Regions from separate parts of the Anas platyrhynchos genome. Here region 1 is linked to region 2. Evidence: chromatin contacts called from public Hi-C data. All regions are on one chromosome and are shown on one strand. The core of a region is the stretch at or near the end of the contact, and the rest is flanking DNA. Distances in the headings are between cores, read along the strand shown. Region 1 holds the start of RPL17 (ribosomal protein L17). Region 2 holds the start of CFAP53 (cilia and flagella associated protein 53).

Region 1 (6,348 bases), core at 1,821-4,320, 170 kb after region 2:
CAGTCGCACAGGAGGTTTGTTTTACCGCTGATTTCCCCCTATCTGGGCGCGCAGGGGGTGGATGAACCCGTCACTCTTGGCTGATCCGCCAGCAATCATCGAGTCTTACAGCCTCACCTATTGATGTGCCCTTTTGCCCGTGCTCCTGGCAGGTCCCCACTTTGTTTTATTAAAAAAAAACAACATGAATACATCATTATATTTAACTTACATTTATTATACAATCCATATTTTATATCTATATTTAAACACACGCATGCATAAGGCATATTATAGAGCTCAGGGAGACGGCGCGGGCAGCTGTGGGAAGGCTGCAAAGCCTTCAGCACTTTCCAGCTCCGGCGTTCAAGCTGGTTTCGATTTAAAATAGACACTGGGTGCTTTTTGCCTTCAGGTTTTTCTGCTTAACCATTAGGGCAAGCGACCCGTTTGTATGAATTTCTGTGAAAGAAATTTTTGGGCTCCACAAGCCGCGGCTGTAAGGTAAATGCCAAGGACCAAGCAGGACGGGTAGGAACATCTTTGCCCCTTGTGGTTAGGATGTGGCTTCGGATTTGACTGATGAATGACCCCGGGGTGATTCCCATCGTGCTTATTTTTCACATCTCCCTTCCAGCTTTCTCTCAATGTCCCGTTGCTCCTGGGCTCTGCTGCTGAGCAGCTGCCTGTAAAGGTGCTGCCCATGGTTTCCTTCCCATGGAGAGCAGAAGTAACGATGGAGAGTTGCACTCAGGCTGGCCGTGAGTGGAGATTCCTGCAGTGGAAGTGCTTGAGGACCTCGGTTTTTGCTCAATTTTAATCTATTACATCTGGACGCTTAGCGTTCCCGGAAATATCACCATTTCTGTTCCACAGAAAAAGAAACTGAGACACTAAGGAAGTGTCGAAACCCCTCTCTGAGAGATCTTCTTCCATTTTTACTGTTCCTCAAAGCCATGAGTCTCTTTTTCTCTAGTAATCCTTGGCTTAGAAAGGCTGTTGCGTGTGTATTTTGACAAGGCTCATCCTCCTTCGCATTGCCACCACGCTGAGGTTGCTGTGTGTACTGACCTGCTGAGTGGCTTCTGCCCCCATGGATAATGATGGAAGCATTAATTGATAAAAAACAAACCTTGAGTGTCCCAAATAAGCACCAACACCAAAAGCTAGCATGCATTCCTGACAGCATGGTCTTCTATTTATTTATTTTTTTCTACAGGAACCTCATATATGAAATGAAGAAATAATATCTGCCCATACCCCAGCAGTGCTGCGAGGTTTCCCTGCTTTGAGGTCGGTCCTGAACGAGTTACTCGGAGATATTGAGGCTGTAAGAAAAGATGCAGAAAGCATCTCCTCGACAGCAAAGTCAAAGGAACCTTTTAAGGCAGGTGAACGGGGAACTGCGCTTAAAATTACGGCTCTGCGCTTTCCACCCGTGTAAATATTTGCGATAGCTCAAATATTTTCCGCATCTCATCTGGGTGAAATCCTAGCCTCAAAGCTGTGGAGTTTATTAATGTTAAAGAAGAGATCTGAAAATATCCCAGTGGTCCGAGCATTCACACGGGCAGTAGGATCTTGCTCTGCCTGCTTAATCTAAACAGAGTTTAACCCCAAACCTCTCTCACACCAGGGATGTGCCTGGACAGCAGATCAATGTTTTTTGTGTTGTTTTTCCTTTCTTCCACTCCATCTAACTTTTCTTCTAAGCGTTTTGCTGTAGCTGGGTACCACTTTCAGGAGATGTTTTCGTTTTACTGCAAAGCTTCTCGGTCAACTTCCCGAGCAAACACAACCTACAACGAGAAATGCATTTTCCATTAACACATAGAGTTTCGATTTATATATATATTTATATAATGCTGCAATAAATACTAGTTGTGATCCATAAACATGAATCTTTTGTTTTTTTCTCTCGTGCTATGTGGTGTCCCTGCTCTCTAGTCTAATCCTAGCCTGCCACCTAGCTACAGCACTTGGACTTGCTTCAGCCTCACCGAATTGATCTCCCAACACTGGCCTTGGCCTGAGGGTGAGAGAAATTGGTTTGTCTGGGTCTTTTTTTCAGATGACCAGGCTTGGCTTTCCTGAATAAAACAGGTGTCATCCCTGCATAGCCAGGAAGCCGCCAGGGCAATTTTGCAACTGCTTCAGTCGCGAATCTGCCTCTCCACGCAGCCCATCTCACCCCCTTCTTGTTGTCCTGGTTATATGGCAAAGGCACCGGCAGAAGCTCCCAGAAGTGAAATAGGGTTAAGGACAGTAGGAATTACCCAAACGTGCTACAGGCGGACGGAGGGGATTAACTTCCCTGGCCCTTCGGTGCCACTCGCCCCACAATAGGCAAAGGACCTGCACGGTTCCTGAAACAGGGCAACCCTGGATGTAGAATCCTAAAATCATTAGGGTTTGAAGGGACCTCTGAGATCATCTGGTCCAGCCATCACCCTACAACCAACGTCACCATTAAACCATGTCCCTAAACACCACGTCCAACCTCTCCTTGAACACCCTTAGGGACGGTGACCCCACCACCTCCCTGGGCAACCCGTCCCTGTACCTATCGACACTTTCTGACAGAAAATCTCCTCATTTCCATCCTGAACCTCCCCTGGCACCACTTGAGGCCATTCCCTCTGGTCCTATCACTAGTTGTGGGTGAGAAGAGGCCGACCCCAGCTCCCCACCTCTTCACGGAGTTGTAGAGAGCAATGAGATCTCTGAGGTCTTTGGGAAGAGCAATAAAACTTCCCCTTCTCCAGATTAAACACCCTCAGCTCCTCACAGGACTTGTGCTCCAGACCCTTCACCACCTTCTCTGGACACGTCCCAGGCCATTATGTCCTTCTTGTACCGAGGGGTGCAAATATGTATAAATATATACAAATATAGACAATTTTACTTGGCCATTTGGGGAATTTTGGACCTTCCACTGTCCCTTTACCCTTTTAACCTCCTCCCCACCGTTACGCCAGCACGATCTCTTTAGGATCTGCAGGACTGACGGACATTTTCACTGCAAAACCCTAATTTTGAACCCTCACAAATGGGACAGGGGAGGGGCGGGCTGGGCGTTGGGGCGAGGCTCCCTGTGGAGCTCAAACAGCGTTTGGACCCCACTCTCAGCCACTCTCTCTGTTTATCGGGTGCTGCCCGGCTCTGTCGCGACAGCCGATGTCACGACAGAGCTGAGGCACCCCCGCGTTTTCTCGCGAGAGCGGCCCCGGCGCTCTCCCCGCCTCCCGCCCGGCGCCGCCCTTCCTCTTCCCCGCCGCCTCCCTGAGGTGAGGGCTCATCATCCGCCGCCATCCGCCACCATCCGGCATCATCCGGCCCCGAACAGCTCGGGGAGGCCATGAGGGGCCTCGGAGGAGGCTCGGGCTCGCTGCTGCCATCGTTGTTTGTGGCGCTGGTGCCGCAGATGGCGGAGCGCGGAGGTGCCGGGGCTGTGAGGGGGGAGCGGGCCCTGAGGCAGCGGGGAGGGAACGAGGGGGGGGACACACGCTTTCTTAGGACATATTTAGATTTAATTGTGGAAAATTTTATCTCTGAGGGGCCTTTTCAGCTAGCTGTCGGCACTGAGGAAAGAGCTCAGCCTTCTCCATGTCTATTAGAAGCTTAATGTGATTTTTTTTCCGTTTTCTTCGCAGCTGAGCTCCCAGGATGGTCCGCTACTCGCTGGATCCGGAGAACCCCACGAAATGTGAGTTGTTCTCCAGCCTCTTATTTCCATATTGCTCCCTGAAATCGTTGTTTTTTTAAAGAAATTGGTCTCTTCTCTCCGCAGCATGCAAGTCCCGGGGCTCCAACCTGCGGGTGCACTTCAAGGTACGTGGCCGGTGCGCAGTGGGGAAACCCAAGCTCGATTTTGGAAGCAGGTGGCCTTTATTTTCCCATTTTATTAGTTAATTACTGAAGTGTGGTGGTGTAGGTTATGGCCTGCGTGTGCTCAGGCTGCTTGTAATGACCTTTATCCGCAGGAACAAAAATAAAAGGGGCTGTTCTTAGATTGCGGCCTAATAGAGAAGGAAACAGGTAATTGGGGGGAAGGTAGCAGGAGGAATTGGGCTAGAAATGGTGATTTGTTGTATTTGTCTCTATTGGGAAGGATTTCCCTGCTCATCCTGTCATTTTAGTGGCCGAGAAGTATGGCAGCAAGTGTTTGGCATGAGTGGTGATATGAGTTCACTGGAAAACTGTTAGCAGGGAATGTAAGAATAATTTGAGTTAATCACGAAAACAAAGCTGAGAATATGCTTTTCTGATGAGTGTTATATAGTGCAGGTGAAAAAAGCTTTATTTTGGTTTGTTCTTCTATTATAATCATATATTAAATGCAGAAATCAACGAGTAAATTCATTAAGCACCGATGCCTTATCCTTGATTTTTCTTCTGATGCTTTTCACTCTCTCTTTTTTTTAGTCCCCTTACATAAATGTTAAATTTTGTGGCTTGTTTGTATAGCTTGTGTCCTCGTTGCTTCCTGTGAGGTGCCATACTGGGTGTTGTGACAGGAATTTGTCATTCAGGCTTCCGCTTTTTTGGATTAGTGGCCAAAGAGGGAGCTGTGATAAGGAGAAATCCTGAATTTTAAATTTGTTGGGTGGAAAGCTCGGGGTATAAAAACAGTATAAAGGCATCAGAGAGCTGTGAAGTCGGTAATGGGGGTCATACTAAGAATTGTAAGTAGCAAAAAAAAAAAAAAAGATGCTAATTATTATTCTTTTTTTGGTGGCTTCTTTTAAACTGAGTTTGTGGTAATAAAGAATCTGATGGTGTCTTTCCTTGGAGAAAGGAAAAGAAGGGTGAAAATCCAGGAGAAAGGGGCGAGTGCTTTTACTCCCATTAGAACATGGGAAGAAGTGTTAAGAGGAGCTTTCAGTGTGTTTTTATTTTTCTTGTCAGAACACTCGTGAGACTGCCCAGGCCATCAAGGGCATGCACATCCGCAAGGCCACCAAGTACCTGAAGGACGTCACCCTGAAGAAGCAGTGCGTTCCCTTCCGTCGCTACAACGGAGGCGTTGGTAGATGCGCCCAGGTGAGGGCTGGGATGAGGACGTGGGAAGGGTTTTGGGTGGGATTCGTTACAAAAGGGACAAAAAGTGATGTTTGTACGGTGTGGATGATGGGCAGTTGTCAATGATAACATCGTGTGAAAGCATAATTTTGAGCAAAGAGTTGCTCTGAACTCTAATTTAATTGTGTTTGCTGTTGTGCAAGGTGTAGAATCGTGCCCTTCGATTGCTGTGATGACTTTCTTAGGACACCTTTGGATTCAACGTGAAAAGAAATTCTTTATCTGAGCAATCAAAGTAAAAGGACGCGTAACGAGCTAATAATAATAAAAGGGTGAATTACATCGTGCTGGGACCAAAATACTTCCCTTTTTTTCTTACAGGCCAAGCAGTGGGGCTGGACGCAGGGCCGCTGGCCCAAGAAAAGCGCGGAGTTCTTGCTGCACATGCTGAAAAACGCGGAGAGCAACGCTGAGCTCAAGGTGGGTGGGGTGGATGTTACTAAACGCACGCCGTCCCCGCGGCTCTGTGCGTTTGTGCCCTCCTAAAATCCCCCAAAAGCACTATCTGCGGGCTCCTGGTCTGGTTGTACCTTTTGTAGCGTAGTCAGTGCTTTATTTGGAGATTCTGATGGCGGTGATGACTATCTTAGGACACCTTTGGAATGACCGTGAAATAATCTTTTTTTTTTTTTCTGAGCCATCAGCACGATTTAAGTTAATTACGACACAGAGGGGGAGAGTTTGGTGCTTCTCTGCCTTGCGGCGTCACGGTTCTGCTGCGGAATTAATTTGTGGAGCGAATTAAGGCGCAATAAGGCCGAATCCTTTTGGTTTTATCCCTTTTCCGCAGGGGCTGGACGTGGATTCGCTGGTGATCGAGCACATCCAGGTGAACAAGGCCCCCAAAATGCGCCGGCGCACCTACCGAGCCCACGGGCGGATCAACCCCTACATGAGCTCCCCCTGCCACATCGAGATGATCCTCACCGAGAAGGAGCAGATCGTCCCCAAGCCCGAAGAAGAAGTGGCTCAGAAGAAAAAGGTAAAAAAACAAGTGCTTTTAAGAGGTTTTTGGGGTTTTTTTGGTGTTAAAAATCCCGAATTTGGGTAAGGGGGCGTTTTGGGGACGGGAAGGTTGCCGTGATGACTTCTCTTAGGACACCTTTGGAGTACCCATGAAAAAAAACCAACGCTGTTTCTGAGCAACCTCGGCATTTCAGCATAATTACGTGCTGGTAATTAATTAGGGGGGGTAATTAATTAATTAGTTAATTAATTAACGCCCCCCTGTGCTCGTTGCCCCCGCAGATCTCGCAGAAGAAGCTGAAGAAGCAGAAGCTGATGGCC
Region 2 (6,229 bases), core at 38-2,537:
GTGTTTCAGCACGGAGGATTCCTCTTCAGTGCCTTTGACAAGAGTTGGTGCTGTGCTGCGGGGTCTGGATTAAATACTAGCAGGTTTTAGGACCAGAACGTCTCCTGTGATCTACTCTTTACAGGATTTATAACATTTTTGGCCGCATTTCTGCCCAATGGGAACTTGGCCACCCAGAAAGTCCCCACAAGATCCCCTTTTGCTTCAGGGCTTGTGCAGTTATAAGGGATTTTTACCTTTCGTTAGGACTAACCCATTAAAGTGACTGCCCTGACCCCATAAAGGCGTTCTGACAGTGCCAGTCAGATTACAAAAGGGGGTGGCTCCTGCTGGAACAGAAAAAAGCCCCCAAACTGTTTACACAACCCCGGAGCAGGCAGTTACAACACTCCCTCAGGGATCCAAGCCAACAAATAATAAACAGAATATATGCTATATATATCCTATATATGTCCACCCCATGGGGAAATCCTGAAATATGCAGTGACCAGGACCCCCTCTGGCTAAGGACAATCTGATTTCTCATCAGCTGTTAACGTAAAATAAGAATAAAATCACCAACTACCCATGCCTTAACGCTAAAATTAGGAATAGATCTTTTTTACAGGTGGTGGAGGGACTTAAAAAAAGAATTAGTAGTGGGATTGGAAGATCCACAGCTCCATTGTTTATTTAAAAATTTAAAAGAGGTGAAATGCTGCACATTTCTCGACTGTATTATACATAAAATTGATTTTTTTTGTTAAGTGCTGACTAAGGCATTTCCTATTTACTTTTCCCACAAATATTAATCAAAACTACAGCGTAGCAAGAAATTCAACCCTCTCATTTTCACCTCAGGGGAAAAAAACAAACAAACAAAAAAAGCAGCACTGTTCACTGAAGTTGTTTTTCTTTCCCAAACGCCTCCAGGAGTCAGATTCGGATAACAGCGTAAATCTCTACCAAACCAAACTCTGAAGATTCCTTTCTGCCTTCAGATCATGTTTTCAATGTTTTATCAGCCCGGTCCTGGTTATCTGGAGGGAAGCGAAGCTCTTGGCAGCAGCCCTGTCCCGGGGCAAATTCACTGCGGGCAACGAGCCTGAAGCGACCGCAGCTCCTGAGGCGCTGCCGAGAGCCGCGCACCACCCCTACCCCCTCTCAGGAGCCGCATTCTCGCCGAAAAGCCCCCAACCGGCGACGTATCGTGGCGACAGGCGACATCGCGACATGACGACGCCCCCACCCCCAGCCGCCATTTTGTGCCCCCTCAGGCGGCGCGCGGGCGCACTGCGCATGCGCAGCCCCCGCTCGGGTTCCCGCCCGCTCTGAGCGTCCCTTGCGTCGTGACGTCACTTCCGCTTCACCATAGCAACGAGAGAGGCGGCGGCGGCCATGACGGCGCGGAGGGGGCCGGGGTGGCGGCGGGAGGTGCTGGGGCCCTGCCCGCACTCTTTGGCCATGGTGAGCGGCCGGGAGCCGCCACAGGGCTTGGAGGCTCCAAACGGGTGCCTCTTGGTGTTGGGGTTGGCCGTGGGGCCAGCAGGAGGCGGGCCCGAGCCCGGGCTGAGGGCGTGTGGCCAGGTCGCAGGGGGGTGAGGCCGTCAGGGGGTGACAGCTGAGGTGGACGGGTTGAGGTTTAAGCTGTGAGGTGGGTAAACGGGCAGCGCGAAGCTCCTCGAGGCCTTTCGTGACGCTCTCGTGCTGTTTTTTGGCTGAATATGAGCCAGCAGTGTGCTCAGGTGGCCAAGAAGGCCAACAGCATCCTGGCTTGTATCAGAAACAGTGTGGCCAGCAGGGCTAGGGAGGTGATCGTCCCCCTGTACTCGGCTCTGGTGAGGCCGCACCTCGAGTACTGTGTTCAGTTTTGGGCCCCTCGCTACAAGAAGGACATGGAAGTGCTCGAAAGAGTCCAGAAAGAGGGGTCTGGAGAACAAGTCCTACAAGGAGTGGCTGAGGGAGCTGGGTTTGTTCAGCCTGGAGAAGAGGAGGCTCAGGGGTGACCTTATTGCTCTCTACGTACCCCAATTCAATTAAAAAAAATAAAAAGTTGTAATTTCATCGCTGCCATTCTTTCTGTTACAGAGAGCCAGGCCTCCTAAAGAGCGAAGAAATGACAATTTTGTCTTGGCCCGCAGAGACAGAGAAGAGGAGCTCCTGGAATACGCCGCTCTCCTCAAGCTCTACAACCGCTGCCGCAGCGTCCACGAGTGGCAGCAGCGCAACGAGCAGAAATGGCTGCACAGAGCCGTGCGGAGAAAGGTCGAGGCGGCGATGCAGGAGTGTCAGGCAGGGATCGATGGCAGAAGAGAGAGGTAGCAAGGAATGAGCCCAAATCCGTGTCCGCCCGGCTGTTTTCCACTTAACTCTGTGCTTAGAGGGGTGATTATGGGGGGAAAAACACTCAGTAGGGCTTGATTTTAGACGTTACCCCAGTTGTTATGGCTGTGTTATTAAGCAACATAAAACGAAGAGGAGCTTTTGGGCTCTTGTCACCAGTACAATTCACAACAACAAAACCCTAAAAACCGAAACCACAACAGAACTGCGCTGTGCATAGCTTCAGAAAGAAGTTTTCTCCGTTATTCTTTTTATAGCAAGCGGCTGTGAGCTGCGAGGAAGCCGCTGGGATCTTCTGGCCCTGCTCAGCGGGGCCACCTAGCGCGGGCTGCTCAGCACCGCGTCCCCTGCCGGGCTTTGGTTAGCTCCAGGCAGGAAATTTCGGGGCAGCCTGATGCGGTGTGGGGCCATCCTCGCGTTAGGGCGGCGTAAATGCGAGGGGAAGAGCGCGGTTCCTCACTTAATCATTCAACAGATAAATTATTCTGGTTTTTATTCGAGTGTTTTCTTCACTTCAGGCTTCGCGAGCTCCTGGAGGCCGAGGAAAATAAATACTTTGCTGAGATGGAGGCGTTTGAAGAAACCCTGCTGGAGAAGCAAGCGAAAATGAGGGAGCGAGCGAAATTGTTGCGGGAGGAGAGGGAGAAGGAAAGGCAGCAGCTGGTGGCTGAAAAACGGGAGCAGCAATTCAGGTGGGTCCAGAACAATATCAAATAGAGTTTGGGGAAGGAAATCCTAAAAGGCGATTTAACAAGAAGGTGACAGAAAGTGCAGAAATCCTTGTCCTGTGTGAGAATCCCCTGCCAAATTGGATGTTTTTGTAGTTCTTGGGTAGAGTTTTAGCTCAGTGTTATGAAAAGCGTTCCTGGAAGATTTATTTGGCCTAAATCCTGCTTCTTAAGCTCATATATGGAAAGCCCTTGGGAAGTTAGGGTTGCCCAAGGCTGCTGGTTTTATTTATTGCTCGCTTTTCCAGAATAAAGCTGTAGTGCAACCTGAAATTCCCTGCTGAATCCTCCTGGATGCCAAATTTGGCAACGACCTTTGAAGTCGTTGAGATTTGTAGGTGTTCCTCAGGTCCCGAGGCCTTGGCATCCCATCTGACTTGTTCAATTCTTGGAGATCTGCTCGGCTGAGGGATGAAAATCGCGTTAATGTAAGCGGAATCATTTGAAACGTTGCTTCTAAGTCTCCCACGGTGGTAGGGAAATCTGCAGCACCTGCTTTTTTGTTTTTTTCCCCTAAAAACTGGGGTTTTGTGTGCCAGCTGTGACTGAAATCTGCTCTATTTGTGGTGCCACTTGTTGCTGGTGTTCTTAGGAGCCAGATAAATAGGGAACCTGATGTGAGCCTGCCCTTTTCCTGTGCAAAACTGAACGTTGAACCTTGTGGGAAAGGGTGGAGCGTTTCATCGTGGGCTTGAGCGGGCTTTTCTCTGCCCCACGTTGGTATCTTTAACAAAAACCAACCTGCAACATCTTAAAACTGGCATAAAATCTCAATCACCTCCTTTTTTTGGTGATAGCATCAGAAATATTCATACAGAGGACGTTGTTATCGCAGCAACTTTATACAACAGCCATAAAATGAATAAATAACTGGGAGGGGTGGGGAATAAACGCAGCTTCTGTCTTTGGGAAGCGGCTCCAGGCGGGCAAAATTGGGACATTAAGAAGCTTAGGGTAGCAAAGTGAGGAAGCGAAGCAGCCATCTGGGAGAGCAGATGTTTATACGTCGCTCTCAAAGCTGCTCGAAAGGAATTTCTTTTGATGAAATCGCGCAATTACAGAGGGATTTCGTAGTAAAATTCGACCCGTGCCAAGCTTTGATTGAACTTCTCTTCTCCTCCGAGAATTCAGTTAAATTCAGATGAGTTTAGAAAGGTGAAAAAGAAGAAATCATTCTTTATCCTTTCACTGCTGAGAGAACTTTGAACCCGTTGCGTTCAGGTAACACAGTTCTTTCTAACGGTGCGTTTCCAATCTTAATTACAGCAATGTTTTTCCTCAAAACAGTTGAAAAACATTTTTCGTGAATATCAATTAGTCCTGTAGTCTGTAATCACAATTAACGACTACCTGGGAGTCGGAAGAAGGATCCCAGGGTTAAAAATATGTCCTGGTTTGAAAACGGTTTGAAAAACACATTAAAGGGGTTTAAAAACACATTAAAAACACAAAATGGGTTTAAAACCACATTTTTAAAAATGGTTGTTCATGTTAAATTTAGTTTGGTCGTTTCTTTTCTTGCAGCTTCTATGAAATATCCCACAAAACTTCAGATTTAATGCAATTCGAGTGGTTCTTGATTAACAGTGTAACCTAAATTTCTGCTCTTAAATAGGTTTCAGATTGGGACTGAGCTTTCAAGCCACCAATAAACTAGTCTAGGGCTTTATTTGAATGAAGAGCAACCTAAATGTTTGAACAAGTGTGTTTTATACGTTAAAAATATCCGTGTGCATGTAAAAAAACCACATAATTCATGCTCTGACTCTATATATGCACATATAATGTATGTATAAAGGAATATCCGGTGAGCATATGCATATATATTGTGCACGTGTGGGTTTTTTTTGAAACAAACAGCAATACAGGGCCTGCTCTTCAAGTCCTTAATGCCAAAATCTCCACGAAATCAGGTTGTCAGTTATTCTTTCTGACTCAGAAGGAATCAGTGCCAGGCCAGGTGGAGAAATCCTCATCACGAGCTGCAGTCTTCCGTGTAGTTAGGAGCTGGAGCCCTCCATCCATCGTGGATCTCCAAATTTGCTTATTATTTCGAACCCCCTCACCTCCTTTTTCCTTTTTTATCGTTTATGTCGCCATCCAGAGAACAATGCGATGAGCTCCGCACGCAGCGGATGAAGCAGCATCAGAGGGAATTGTGCACGGAGCGGCTGGCCCAGCTAACTCTGAAGGAGGAACTGAAAAAACAGCGGGAGGAGGAGGAGGAGATGTTCGCAGAGCTTTGGAAGGAGGACAGGTTGGCTAAGGAAAGGCGAGAGGCGGTGGATGTGCAGAAATTATCCAAACAGAATCGGGAAATCCTGGACGTCCTCGGCGCCCAGGTAGCAGCGCTCAGCGCTCACAAAGAGGAGGAGAAGCGGCTGAAGGAAGAAGAGGCTCGATTGCTGGTAATTTCCAGATCATCCTCAATTCAGTACTCTTTGAAAGTCCCTTTTCACGTTAGGCTTACAAGACGTTGAAATTAATCCACGCTTTATTTGTATCCTCGCTGATTTTGTTACTATCTGAGGCTCTCCTGTCATGCTAAGCCTCTTTGCCAGAGCCGTGGCGAATGCGTTCCTGTTGACAGAGGGAAAGACGGCCTTTGAAACTTAGCACGTCGTGGATTTTAGCCTTCAAAGCTTCTAAAAGCTTTTGTGGGAGGTGGAAATGGTGGGGAGCTTTTTTTATTCTCAGCCCCTTCTCCCACTGCTCCTCCCCAGCGCTCCGATCCAACAGAGCTGTGAGCACTGGCAGCCAAACCCCTGCAGGGGGAGCTTGCAGTGTAGCTGAGCTGACTTTGGCAGAGCAGCATTTAGCGTTAATTTTGTGATTTACTTCAAACTTCATCTTCATTTTGCAGCTGTTGATGCGTAGCAATTGACTGGTCGTGCAGGGCACCGAAAGCTGATGTTGGCGAGATAAATATCCCACTGCTTTTTTAAAAAATAATGACAGGAAGGAATCGGAAGCTCTGAAAATCCTGGTTGTAAAACATCAAAGTTTTTATTCCAAGCTCAATTGCAATGTTTCACTCATTTAAAATGATGCAGAAGAAAATTCTTTTCTTGTAACGACTTCTAAGGAACTTCCAGATCCTCCGAAACTAAAACCACTTCTACTTAACTGGCCTTTTGAGAGAAAAAAATAGAAGAAATGGAAATAGAAAAAGAAGTTAG

The links. A called contact is a pair of places that touch in the nucleus more often than the background predicts.
Region 1: a Hi-C map of subcutaneous adipose tissue shows a contact between it and region 2, with 4 times the contacts expected there. The contact joins the promoter of RPL17 here to the promoter of CFAP53 in region 2. A contact is called at or near these places in 6 of 8 Hi-C or Micro-C datasets (F5 follicle, liver, skeletal muscle and 2 more).

Annotation. Positions count from the first base shown.
Region 1 is chrZ:2,144,904-2,151,251 of IASCAAS_PekinDuck_T2T, forward strand. It overlaps RPL17 (ribosomal protein L17), which reads left to right and starts at 3,071. Exons shown (of 7, transcript XM_005023913.6): 1 at 3,071-3,266; 2 at 3,633-3,685; 3 at 3,770-3,810; 4 at 4,888-5,022; 5 at 5,383-5,481; 6 at 5,852-6,043; 7 at 6,310-6,348. The coding sequence starts at 3,646. It overlaps LOC113840433 (small nucleolar RNA SNORD58), which reads left to right and starts at 5,226; the gene lies at 5,226-5,292. It overlaps LOC113840422 (small nucleolar RNA SNORD58), which reads left to right and starts at 5,631; the gene lies at 5,631-5,702. LOC113840421 (small nucleolar RNA SNORD58) reads left to right here and starts at 6,137; the gene lies at 6,137-6,208.
Region 2 is chrZ:1,979,587-1,985,815 of IASCAAS_PekinDuck_T2T, forward strand. CFAP53 (cilia and flagella associated protein 53) reads left to right here and starts at 1,288. Exons shown (of 8, transcript XM_038170979.2): 1 at 1,288-1,446; 2 at 2,068-2,297; 3 at 2,841-3,014; 4 at 5,155-5,458. The coding sequence starts at 1,378. LOC119714488 (a long non-coding RNA gene) reads right to left here and starts at 1,170. Exons shown (of 2, transcript XR_011805714.1): 1 at 774-1,170.